3 separate regions of the Mus musculus genome follow, and regions 1 and 2 are each linked to region 3. The links are chromatin contacts, called in public HiChIP or PLAC-seq maps. All regions are on one chromosome and are shown on one strand. Each heading gives the region's core, a stretch centred on a gene start, on an enhancer-like site or on the middle of the called end of the contact. The rest is flanking DNA. Distances are from core to core; before and after follow the strand shown.

The links. HiChIP or PLAC-seq counts read pairs in DNA pulled down with a chosen protein or histone mark.
Region 1: an H3K27ac HiChIP or PLAC-seq map of embryonic stem cells shows a contact between it and region 3, with 5 read pairs. The contact joins two enhancer-like sites. A contact is called at or near these places in 1 of 484 Hi-C or Micro-C datasets (embryonic stem cells), 6 of 115 datasets of contacts at active chromatin or transcription factors (the HPC-7 cell line, bone marrow-derived macrophages, double positive thymocytes and 2 more) and 2 of 9 other capture datasets (adipose tissue and liver).
Region 2: an H3K27ac HiChIP or PLAC-seq map of embryonic stem cells shows a contact between it and region 3, with 11 read pairs. The contact joins two enhancer-like sites. A contact is called at or near these places in 1 of 484 Hi-C or Micro-C datasets (pre-B cells), 5 of 115 datasets of contacts at active chromatin or transcription factors (bone marrow-derived macrophages and embryonic stem cells) and 1 of 9 other capture datasets (liver).

The regions. Positions count from the first base shown.
Region 1 is chr11:8,720,899-8,724,903 of GRCm38.p6, forward strand. No RefSeq gene overlaps it. Among named protein-coding and RNA genes, the nearest start is that of Tns3, 58 kb to the left of the region's middle. Within about 2 kb of position 2,548, at least 10 of the 459 cell types and tissues checked have an H3K27ac peak or open chromatin away from gene starts, as enhancers often do. A contact at or near this core is called in embryonic stem cells, where this site is marked.
Region 2 is chr11:8,752,165-8,756,280 of GRCm38.p6, forward strand. No RefSeq gene overlaps it. Among named protein-coding and RNA genes, the nearest start is that of Gm36772, 45 kb to the right of the region's middle. Within about 2 kb of position 2,522, at least 13 of the 459 cell types and tissues checked have an H3K27ac peak or open chromatin away from gene starts, as enhancers often do. A contact at or near this core is called in embryonic stem cells, where this site is marked.
Region 3 is chr11:8,587,815-8,591,657 of GRCm38.p6, forward strand. All of the region lies in intron 3 of Tns3 (tensin 3), which reads right to left. Among named protein-coding and RNA genes, the nearest start is that of Tns3, 75 kb to the right of the region's middle. Within about 2 kb of position 1,802, at least 159 of the 459 cell types and tissues checked have an H3K27ac peak or open chromatin away from gene starts, as enhancers often do. A contact at or near this core is called in embryonic stem cells, where this site is marked.

The sequences.
Region 1 (4,005 bases), core at 1,298-3,797, 130 kb after region 3:
TAGCTCAGGTCCACCTGCCTAAGGATGGTGCTGCCCACAGTGGACTGGGCCCTCCTATATCAATTAACAATCAAGAAAATGCCTATAGATATGGACACAGACCTATCTGATCTAAACAATTCTTCAACTAGGTTCCTTTCTCTCAGATGACTTTACATTGTGTCAAGTTGATAATAGTAACTAACCAGGACATATGTTATTTCTTATTTCCTATCCCTGGAAACTTTGGCTTCCATGTGTTTGAGCCAAAGGCATTTTCAAAGTTTCTTTCTCTTCTCCACTGGGCCCTTGTGTGGTTTGGGTTCATGTTCTTAATTCATAAAAACAATAAGGGTCCCAGGTGCTTACTACGATGTACATGAGAGTGCCAGGTGTATCTCAGATGGGCACTGAGCTGTGTTCACAGCTAGAACCTTTGCTTTGTTGTTCTTAGATATCTACCTGCAGTGAATCTCAGATGGCTTTGAACTTCAAGTTGCTGGGTTTTTTTTTGTTGTTGTTCTTTTTTTTTTTTTTTTTTTCTGTTCATTTTATTCTTAGCCGAGGATTGACACTTCCTCCTGGCAACATTGAAGCTATAGGCCATCACAACATCTGGAAAGTTCTGACTTTGACATATGCGTAGTGGTGGCGGAACTGAGCAGAGATTGAGTTTGAAAATTGTGTGTTTTGGGTCTTATTCCACAGCAGCCCTCTGCCTATCTCATGAAGATGAAAATCCACATGCCATGTCGGTTAGGAATCCAGGCTGTATAGCTCTGTCTGTCATCAGCTGCAAAATGTAGGTAAGCAAGCACTGTCCTCAGCAGACTTGCTGAGGACTTGCCTGTAAAGGTTATTGGGCACTGTGTGTCCCAGAGCTTGGAGAGATGGCAGGCATCAGGGAGGTTTCCACAGGAAGTTAAAATTAAAGATGGTACAATGAGGCCAGGACTCTGGGACAGTATAGAAGGTGATCCTGAGAACACAAGGTTATGTGGACAGGGGCAGAAGAGGACAGAGGCTTCTGAGTATCAGTACAGCAGAGACATGCCAGTGCTTGGGATATGGCATATGGTGAGCACCATGAAACATTTGAACTGGTCACAGAGTACAGGTAACACAAGCTGTATTCAGTGGATGCTTCAACTGCCTCTCCAGAAGGCTCCTCAAGTCAGCTGTGAGGATCAGCTCTGTTTTGGACTCTAGGGTTCCCGCCCACAATGTCAGTTATGAATCCAGTGCCCAGGCCTGCTCCAGATTCATCCAAATGACAGCACGTGTGGAGAGCATTATTTTGTTAATCTTCGTGAGTATGGTTGTACGCTGGCAATAGGTAAGAATGATAAGAATGAATTGGTTGACATTTGGAGATGTTATGTGACAGAGTGACAGAATAAAAACTAAAAGTACAGAAGTGGTGAAGATAACTTCCAAATGGACTGTACTGTTTCTCATTCTGTAACCTGCCAATCATCTGGGGGGCCATCACTCTGTTGACTGAAGCTATGCTGAGAGGCGAGCAGTGTTGTGTCTCGATAACTTGCACATCCTCTGGACAATGCGCTCTGACCTTTCCATGCAATTACCACCTGCATGTTGTAGTTGGTGAGATGTGTCTTCTTTGCTACATGAGCATTGCTTTTCTTTCCCTTTTTCTGTGATACTTAGGAAACAAATGTGTGGTTTCTAGAGTTATGTGGTTAAGGGGACCTATGCCCAAAGAGATAACAGAAAGAGATGCTTATGCTATGAACTGAGCCAGACTTAAAATTGCAATGACCAAGTAGCTTCAGACATGCTAACAAGATGCAGTTACACACACACTGACCAGGGTCCCCTTTTGCTTTTCATGCTATCCTTGGAACTTCTCTGGGCCACCTTTGCAAAGTCCTGTAGATCTACAAAGATCTGCAAATAAACATTAAAAGGAGACATCTGTACCACTTACTCTGACCATGGGAGGACCATAAGCCCATCTTATTGTTTTTACTCCTCTTCCCACCAAGGATTATTTGCTTATCCTCAAGCTTCCAAACAATAGCACTTGACAGTTAGATTATATTTATATTCATTGAAGAAAATACTGCCTTGTGAAGCAACAACGGTCCCATTTCAAGCAAGGACTGTGAAGATGGAAATCGGATTCCAAACCCACCAGGTAACCATAATGCAGGGGGTGGGGGGTGTTTCAGAGAAGCAGCCATCCTCAGGCCACATCTGTGCTGAGTGACAATCTCTCTGAATGAGAAGAAATAAAGGCTAATTATCCCCAGGGTTTGACAGGTCTTTCTCAACACTTCTGCATAAAAGAGCAAGGCCACCCAGCTGGTCCCTCAATTGAAGGCCGCAAGAATCTAGTGTCGGTGGTACTCAAACAAATGAGACAGCACATCAAAGAGAAGCCCTACAAAGGCCCAGGGGAAGCTAGAGGAGACCTGATGGTGACTGCAGTATCTTCAGCTGGAAAAGCAAATTGAAGAGCAGCCATTGTAAAGGGGACAATACGTGGCCACATAGGAAGAAAGAAAACAAGAGACCTTCTTGTGCATCCATTACTCCCCTAACAAGAGTAGGTGGAGGACGGGTAAGTGCTGTGAAGAGGGATCTATTGCTATGTATATGGAGCCAGCTCAAGTGAAAGCCAGAGAGGGTTGAAACTGGCCATCCCTCTTGTTATCTAACTTGAATGTAATGTCTTAGAACCCCTGCAGTAGACCCAACAGCACTGTCCACGGGTTCAGCCCATGTTCAAGCAGATTCTCAGACAGGTACCTCTATCTGCCTGGGGAGTATGACCCAGAACAGGGCACGTGAGGCCACTCCTTATATTAGTTACAGGGGGAGCTTACATTCTCTAGAAACACATCAAGCTATAGGTGCACTGGAGACTAAAATTTCTAAGTGGAAGAAACACTTGCTAGGGCACAAGATTTAAGATTGCCTTTGTGGGCTCTGCTGAAGTTAAGCTCATAGTGTGTTGGGGGCTGGGCAGGAGGGGAATATAAAATCTTCACAGTGCTGTGGCTGCCAGTGGGAAGGAAGTGAAGCTGGGGGACTTTAGGTAGGGGGGTATGGAATTTTAATCGGATGCACAGAGGGCTGGGGAAGGTAATAAGGGAGGCAAATTCAGAGACAGTAGCGGAAGAGGGCTGAGAAAACACAAGCTTGCACTCTGACTTGTACTCATGCAAGCCCCCCCCCCCCAACCATTGCCTCATCCACATGCCCACACTCACATGTGGGTAATCACCTCTACACTCACAAACACCTTGCCTGTGACTGGCCAGGGCAGATGGTGTGTGCTAGGCATTTTGCTAGGCCTAAAATTAGGCCTTTTCCATGGTGTCTTGACTGGTGCACAACACCTCACTGAGGAGAGATGGAGGGAGGTCTTGTCCCAAGGCCACATCTTTGCTTTTCATTGTCTGCTAGCTCTTCTTTCTCCTCCTGTTCACTCAGAGTATAAGGCTGGAGATTGAAAGAGGACGTGTACAATGTACCTTCTCAGTGTAGTTTTAAAGTGGTACAGAAAAGGCTGGCTTGGGCCATCTGAAACATAAAATTCACTTAATTCACTCTACCAGGATGAAAATGTTCCGAGGGGAATGCTATCATAAGCATAATTTTCCAAGAGTTTTGAGTTTCTAGACATTCAAACCCTGGCATTCAAACCATGCCACAGAGATGATTATGTCGCATGTCTTCAAGCAGGCCTTCTATATGGACCCTGTTTTTATAGGAAGGAGTTTCTCTTGGCAAATGGGATTTTTTTTCAATTAAATAATGAAACAAATCAATATTCTGTTTTATTCAGTGAGTCAGTGTTTATCAAGCAACCTTACATAGTTGCACTCAGTCAAGAGATTCAGGGGCCGCTGGGTAAGGATCATAGAGATTGGTGAACTCACTGATAAGGATTTTAAGAATACTTTTATGTGTATGAGTGTTTTGCATGCATGTATGTCTGTGCGTGGTATGTGTGCCTGGTGCCCTCAGAAGTCAAAAGAAGGTACTGGACCCCTG
Region 2 (4,116 bases), core at 1,272-3,771, 170 kb after region 3:
TGAAAATTTGAAGTAAAGTGGACCAAGAGGATTTGAAAAGCTCATAGTTTATACAGAAAAGGCCCAGTGGTTAATAAAGACATCTGAACCATTTGGACAACGAGAAATATACTTTGAGGACATTGTAAGGATCAGCATGGCCCTACACACCTTGCCTCATCACAAGCTCAAAGATACAAATGACCCAGGAAATCATGATGGATAAATATGATTGTGCATGCTTAGAACACACTGAATAGCAAAACCAAAAACAAGAGAACCCAACTATGTTAGTGAAGCATTAGCCTACAAATTGAGCAGAAAAATCTGTGGCAAGTATTTATCTGACAGGAGATGAATATCTAGAATATATAAAAATCAAACATCAATAGGGGACTAATATATAAAAAGAGCTCAAGAAGCTGGACTCCAGAAATTCAAATAACCCCATTTAAAAAATGGGGTACAGAGTTAAACAAAGAATTCTCAACTGAGGAATACCAAAGGGCTGAGAAGCACTTGAAAAAATGTTCACCATCCTTAATCATCAGGGAAATGCAAATCAAAACAACCCTGAGATTCCACCTCACACCATTCAGAATGGCTAAGATCAAAAATACAGCAGATGCTGGCAAGGATGTGGAGAAAGAGGAACACTCCTCTATTGCTGTGGAATTGCAAGCTGGTACAAATACTCTGGAAGTCAATCTGGGGGTTCCTCAGAAAACTGGACATAGTACTACTGCTAGATCCAGCAATACTTCTCCTGGGCATATACCCAGAAGATGTTCCAACTGGTAATAAGGACACATGCTCTACTATGTTCATAGCAGCCTTATTTATAATAGCCAGAAGCTGGAAAGAACCCAGATGTCCCTCAACAGAGGAATGGATACAGAAAATGTGGTACATTTACACAATGGAGTACTACTCAGCTATTAAAAACAATGAATTTATGAAATTCTTGGGCAAATGGATATATCTGGAGGATACAATCTTTAGTGAGGTAACCCAATCACAAAAGAAGTCACTAGATATCCACTCACTGATAAGTGGATATTAGCCCAGAAACTTAGAATAACCAAGATATAATTTGCAAAACATAAGAAAATCAAGAAGAAAGAAGACCAATGTGTGGATACTTCATTCCTCCTTAGAATAGGGAACAAAATACCCATGAAAGGAGTTACAGAGACAAAGTTTGGAGCTAAGACGAAAGGATGGACTATCCAGAGACTACCCCACCTGGAGATCCATCCCATAATCAGCCATCAAACCCAGACACTATCGCATATGCCAGCAAGTTTTTGCTGAAGGGACCCTGATATAGCTGTCTCATATGAGGCTATTCCAGTGCCTGGTAAATACAGAAGTGGATGCTCATAGTCATCTATAGGATGGAACACAGAGCCCCCAATGGAGGAGCTAGAGAAAGTACCCAAGGAGCTAAAGGGGTCTGCAACCCTATAGGTGGAACAACAATATGAACTAACTACTACCCACAGAGCTCATGTCTCTAGCTGCATAATTAGCAGAAGATGGCCTAGTTGGCCATCATTGGGAAGAGAGGCCCCTAGGTCTGGCAAACTTTATATGCCCCAGTACAGGGGAACGCCAGGGCCAAGAAGTGGGAGTGGGTGGGTAGGGGAGCAGGGTGGGGGGAGGGTATAGGGAACTTTTGGGATAGCATTTGAAATGTTAATAAAATATCTAATAAAATAAAAAATAAATAAAATGTACATTTAAAAACAATTGTTGGGGTCGGCCTGTGGCTCTCATATCTGGGTTCGAGCCTGGGAGCCATCTTGGAGCTGAAAGAAAAGAAGGAATCTAGGCAGGTAGAGAGAGAAATGGAACCAAAACAGTATTCTGATCAAGGCTCAACTTTAATGGTGGCAGACATGCTTTATAAAGGAGAGGGGAGGCCCATTCTCAGTCACACCAAGTTTCTTGTGAAGTTGTCAGAACAGTCTTTCAGCAGGAACTCACAAAAATCACAATTCTCAGCCAGGCTGGTAGGAGGTTGCATTCCCCCCCCACCACCACCACTTTAAATAATATTAAACAAAACAAAACTGGACTGAGGCATAAAATTTATTTATGCTCTATAGTCCTGCCTGGGAGTTATGGTGGCTGGCAGCCCCGCCTGTCTTAGGAAATCTTAGATTTTCTCAAATCATCCTTATCTGTCATAGAGTGTACGTGCAGCTAGTTTGTGTCATATTTCACAGAAACATGACCCTGTGGTGTGTTATCAATAGCCACGGCCTTTTGGCATGTACCCCTGTCTTAGATTGGTATGATTCTGAGTTCTTGGTGCCCGTCATTGACTGTCAGGCCCTCATAGCACACCATACTCCCAATTCAGACCAAAGCCACAATATGTACTTAGAATGCTTCTTGATGGAGAATAATAACTGCCACCTGTGCTGTTGAAGGCGAGGTTTTACTCCTGCTGCAGTCAGGCTGAAAGGTGGCTGATCTGCTTGAGAAACAAAGGTGGGGCAGTGAAAAAGCAACTGTTTAAAAGCTTCCTTGAAGAAGTTCAGCTACTCCATTCAGTTGCAAATTAGCAATGATCAAGCTCAGGCTTTGAGCTCCGGGGGTGGGAGGGCTGGCTTTGAGAATTAGCAGAAAGGTCAGAGATTCTCTGGAAGTGGAGGCTGAGCTCCAAATTAACTTTGCTAGGTAATTAAAGGAGAGGGGAGGCCCATTCCCAGTCACACCAAGTTTTTTGTGAAGTTGTCAGAACAGTCTTTTAGCAGGAACTCACAAAAATCACAGTTCTCAGCTAACTCTGGAAGATCTTGGAGAACTGGTTTGGCCTCAGGCAGGTAGCAGGCAGTGTAACATATAAGGAGAGTGATGAGAAGCAGCACAGCAGGTGGCTCTGCCTCAGTGGTGGATGGTCTGAACCAGCCTGGCTAGGCTGGAAGGAGGTTACAAATAACAACAACAACAACCACAACAACAACAACCACCACAATAACAACAACAACAAAAATCAAACATCAAAAGAGTAAATAGTCCACTAATAAACAGGTAAATGAGTTGGACATAAAGCTCTTGAAAGAACTACTAATAGCTAATACACATGAAAAAATGTTTTTTCAAGAGAAATAAGATTCTTTCTTTTTTCTCTTTCTTTCTTTCTTTTCTTTTTTTTTTTTTTTTGAGACAGAGTTTCTCTGTATAGCCCTGGGTGTCCTGGAACTCACTTTGTAGACCAGGCTGGCCTCAAACTCAGAAATCCGCCTGCCTTTGCCTCCTGAGTGCTGGGATTAAAGGCGTGCACCATCACGCCTGGCTCTAAAATTTCTTTCTTTCTTTCTTTCTTTTTTTTTTATATTTTTATTAGGTATTTTCCTCATTTACATTTCCAATGCTATCCCAAAAGTCCCCCATACCCTCCTACCCACTCCCCTACCCACCCACTCCCACTTTTTGGCCCTGGCGTTCCCCTGTACTGGGGCATTTAAAGTTTGCATGTCCAATGGGCCTCTCTTTCCAGTGATGGCTGACTAGGCCATCTTTTGATACATATGCAGCTAGAGTGAAGAGCTCCGGGGTACTGGTTAGTTCATAATGTTGTTCTACCTATAGGGTTGCAGATCCCTTTAGCTCCTTGGGTACTTTCTCTAGCTCCTCCATTGGGGGCCCTGTGATCCATCCAATAGCTGACTGTGAGCATCCACTTCTGTGTTTGCTAGGCCCCGGCATAGTCTCACAAGAGACAGCTATATCTGGGTCCTTTCAGCAAAATCTTGCTAGTGTGTGCAATGGTGTCAGTGTTTGGAAGCTGATTATGGGATGGATCCCTGGATATGGCAGTCTCTAGATAGTCCATCCTTTCGTCACAGCTCCAAACTTTGTCTCTGTAACTCCTTCCATGGGTGTTTTGTTACCAATTCTAAGAAGGGGCAAAGTGTCCACACTTTGGTCTTCATTCTTCTTGAGTTTCATGTGTTTAGCAAATTGTATCTTATATCTTGGGTATCCTAAGTTTCTGGGCTAATATCCACTTATCAGTGAGTACATATTGTGTGAGTTCCTTTGTGATTGGGTTACCTCACTCAGGATGATGCCCTCCAGGTCCATCCATTTGCCTAGGAATTTCATAAATTCATTCTTAAAATT
Region 3 (3,843 bases), core at 552-3,051:
CAGGAAAGGGTCCTCCCATAAGTAAAGGGCTGAGGTCCAGTCAAGCAGCACTTCACGCAAGCTTCTACCACAGCCACGCAGAATCTGAGAGTTCCATTTCAAACCATCACACAGTCTCATGGAGCTGGTCAAGTAGCTGATTTACAAGGACCAGTGGCTGATGATATAGAGAAAGCGTCCAACACCACAGAGGGATCCAGTTCTTATAAATAGATGGCTTTCCACAGTGGACGTGGGCCCTTTCAACCAGCATCTTAAATACAGAGAGCTACCCATCACATCTCCAACTCCTCTTGGGTCAGTAGTCTCAACCTGCTGTCACTCATTAATTCATTCCTTCACACACTAGTCATTCACAATGGTTAATCAAATACCATATTTCAGGACAGGACAGTCAACCATTAGTAAGAAATTGTAGTGTCTTCCGGAATACAACTTAAATCAGAACACTAAGGGAAATTTTCTTTCAAGACATTTTTGTACAAAGTGTCTAAGAATGATGTAATGTAAAATAAGTAAATAAATAAGAAGTAATGACAGCGCAATGGTTAAGAGCACACACTGCACTCAGAGAGGAAGAATCTGAGTTCAGTTTCAGCAGCCATCTTCCAGTTACTGCCTCTTACTTTAGCTCCACAGGATCCAACACTCTCTTCTGGCCTCTGCTGGCACCTGCACTCACATGTGCATACACACAGACATGTACAAGGACTCATAGTGAAAGATAAAACACGTCACTTAAAAATTAAAATAAGGGCTAGGCGTAGTGGTACATGCCTTTAATCCCAGCACTCGGCAGGTGGATTTCTGAGTTCGAGGCCAGCCTGGTCTACAGAGTGAGTTTCAGGACAGCCGAGGGCTACACAGAGAAACCCTGTCTCGAAAAAAAAAAAAAATTAAAGTAAGGGCTGGAGAGATGGCTCAGAGGTTAAAAGCACTGACTGCTTGCTCTTCCAGAGGTCCTGAGTTCAATTCCCAGCAACCACATAGTGGCTTGCAACCATCTGTAATGGAATGCAATGTCCTCTGCTGGTGTGTCTGAAGTCAGCTACAGTCTGAAGATGAGCTCTCATGAAGATGTACTCACATACCTAAAGTAAGTAAATACATCTTAAAAAAAAAATTAAAGTAAAAGTTACCATAATTTTTATATCTGACTAGTTAAATCTTTATTTCATATATTCTGCAAAGAGTCCCCACCTCACACCATGTGACATTAACCTAGCATCCAACACTTATCATCCACCAGTGTCCTCACAACGCTGTCCAGGCCACCTCTGTAGGACATCACACTCACAAGCCACCTCTGCTCCACCTCATCAGTACTCCAGGCCTAAGATGTCCCCAGTAAAGGACCCCACAGAGGGGTTAGAGAGGGAGCAGAGGGCTGGCCTAGCAGGTGGGGGTTCTGGGTTCAAAGTTCAGCACGGCTGAACTGAAACAAACAATAAACATGCCCTTCACTTCTCCTCTCCTGACCCCATTCAAGGCCTTCAAGATCAGAGCCTCCAAAGGATCCACCAGCTAAGCACGGGACCCTTCAGATTCAAAGGAGGGCAATCTACAGTAAGACTGGAATTGCAGATTTTTACCCTACATTCTACATTCCATTCATTCGGATCTTCCAGCCTTCCTTAAGGCTCAGCAAGTATTTATTGTCCCTAAGATCCGGTAAGCAGGGAGATGCTTAGTAACAGGAAGACTAAAACCTGTAATCCTCCAATGTCCTCCCCTGCTCACCCACCCACTTGTTCAGCAAGTCTTGGGGAATTCTCCGGTGGTGAGTCAAAAGTCTGGAAACACACAAAAATGAATTCAGTCGGCTGCCCCTGGGAGGTGGAAATAAGGAAGCTCTGGGCTCTTTCTGTGTTCAGGGGACCGTGGGGGTGGCCACTTCCTGAATCCTTGCCCAAAATTAACAGCTTTACAGAAGTGGCAGAGCCTTGTCAACAGAAGCTTGGTTTCGCAAGTTAAAATGCGGAGAGGACTGGTGTGTGCAGTCAGTTCAGCCCTGCTTCTAAAAGAGGTGTGTGTGTGTGTGTGTGTGTCTGTCTGTCTGTCTGTCTGTCTGTCTGTTGTCCCTGTGTAGGTGGGGTTGTTTCTCTTCCAAACTCTTACTCTAGAAGTGGCTGAAGAAGAATTCAGTGGCAGCAGGACAGAAGAATTCAGCGGCAGCAGGACATAAACCTCTACATGGAATACACCCCATCTAGAGGAAGGTCACCCTAGAGACCACCACGAACTGGCCCCGAGCACATACAGTCATGACCAACCACCAGCTGGCTGTCCAGAGGCACACCTGGCAACAGCACAGGGTCGTGTTGGGGGGGAGGGGGTGGCTGGGAAGCAAAGTGAAGTATCTGAAAGTCTTATAAGGATGAAGACACAGGGGCTGGAGAGATGGCTCAGTGGTTAAGAGCACTGACAGCTCTTCCTGAAGGTCCTGAGTTCAAATCCCAGCAACCACATGGTGGCTCACAACCATCCTTAATGACATCTGACGCCCTCTTCTGCTGTGTCTGAAGACAGCTACAGTGTACTTACATATAAAAATAAATAATAAATAAATCTTTTTTTAAAAATCTGCTTTGCTTGAAAAAAAAAAGGATGAAGACACACAGAGATAACCTAAGGACAAGCCTATAAAGATACCACCAAGGTCCCCTGCCCAGGCAGGACAGAGAAGTACTGTTAGGGTAGGAGAAGGTGCTCAGAATACCTCTCCCCACCTAAACTTCGGCTCTGGAAGACAATACTGGGAAGATACTAGAAGAGCCCTGAGTGGACCAGAGATTCTCAAGACTTTCAGAACTTCTCTGACATGTGCGACATGTGCTTCCTTGGTAGGTTCCACCGTTTCTCAAATATGTACAAATAACAGCCCAGGGGGCCTCTCCGTTGGGTGTTCCTCTGCCTGTGCCCAGCCTGAGGGGCTAGAGGTAAAGGAAAGAGTGGGTAGATAGACTCCCTCACTTGTAAAGACCGTAAGTAGGGGGCTGGAGAGATGGCTCGGTGGTTAAGAGAACCGACTGCTCTTCCAGAAGTCCTGAATCCAAATCTCAGCACCCACATGGTGGCTCACAACCATCTGTAATGGGATCTGATGCCCTCTTCTGGTGTGTCTGAAGATGGCTGCAGTGTGCTTACATATAATAAATAAATCTTTTTTAAAAAGACCACAAGTGGAATCTGGAAAGAGAAGAAACAAGAGGTGTCAACGGACTAGGAGGCAGTGACATGGGCCTAGAAGTAAGGGAGACACCCATAAGAAAGCAGAAATCAGGGAGACACTCCTGATAGGTCAAGTTCTAAATATGAACAGACGCCCCAAAGCAGGATGGGCAAGACGTGCATGGGGGAGTTGGGGAGGGGGTTGTTGAATGAAATGTTAGCTCACATGGGAATCTTCCAGAAAGAAGTCAGGCCCTCCTCGTAGGAAAGGCAGTGCCAGCAGCAAAACACAAGGACAAGTTCACGTCAGGACCCACTGCTTCTGAGGCCAGAAAGCAGGAGGGATGGAAGGCAGAGCTAAGTGTGATTACAAGAATTTTCCCAAGCTGATAATGAACACGGGTAGCTAGCTGATGAGGCAGGAGGTTGTGTTTTCATTATGGAAGCCAGCCAATGTCACCAATCAGCCTTTTGCACCCAGAAGCTGCAAGACCAGTCAGGCCTGTAGAGAAAAGCCAGATACTGGGGACCACACAGCACTATCACCAATAAGCAGGGTTGGACTGGAAAACCAGAATGCTGGCTAGCCCCTGGGCGAGTAGAGAGGTTCATACATACAGTGGGGAAAGACACAGATACACACGGACACATGGACACACAGACGCAGACTTA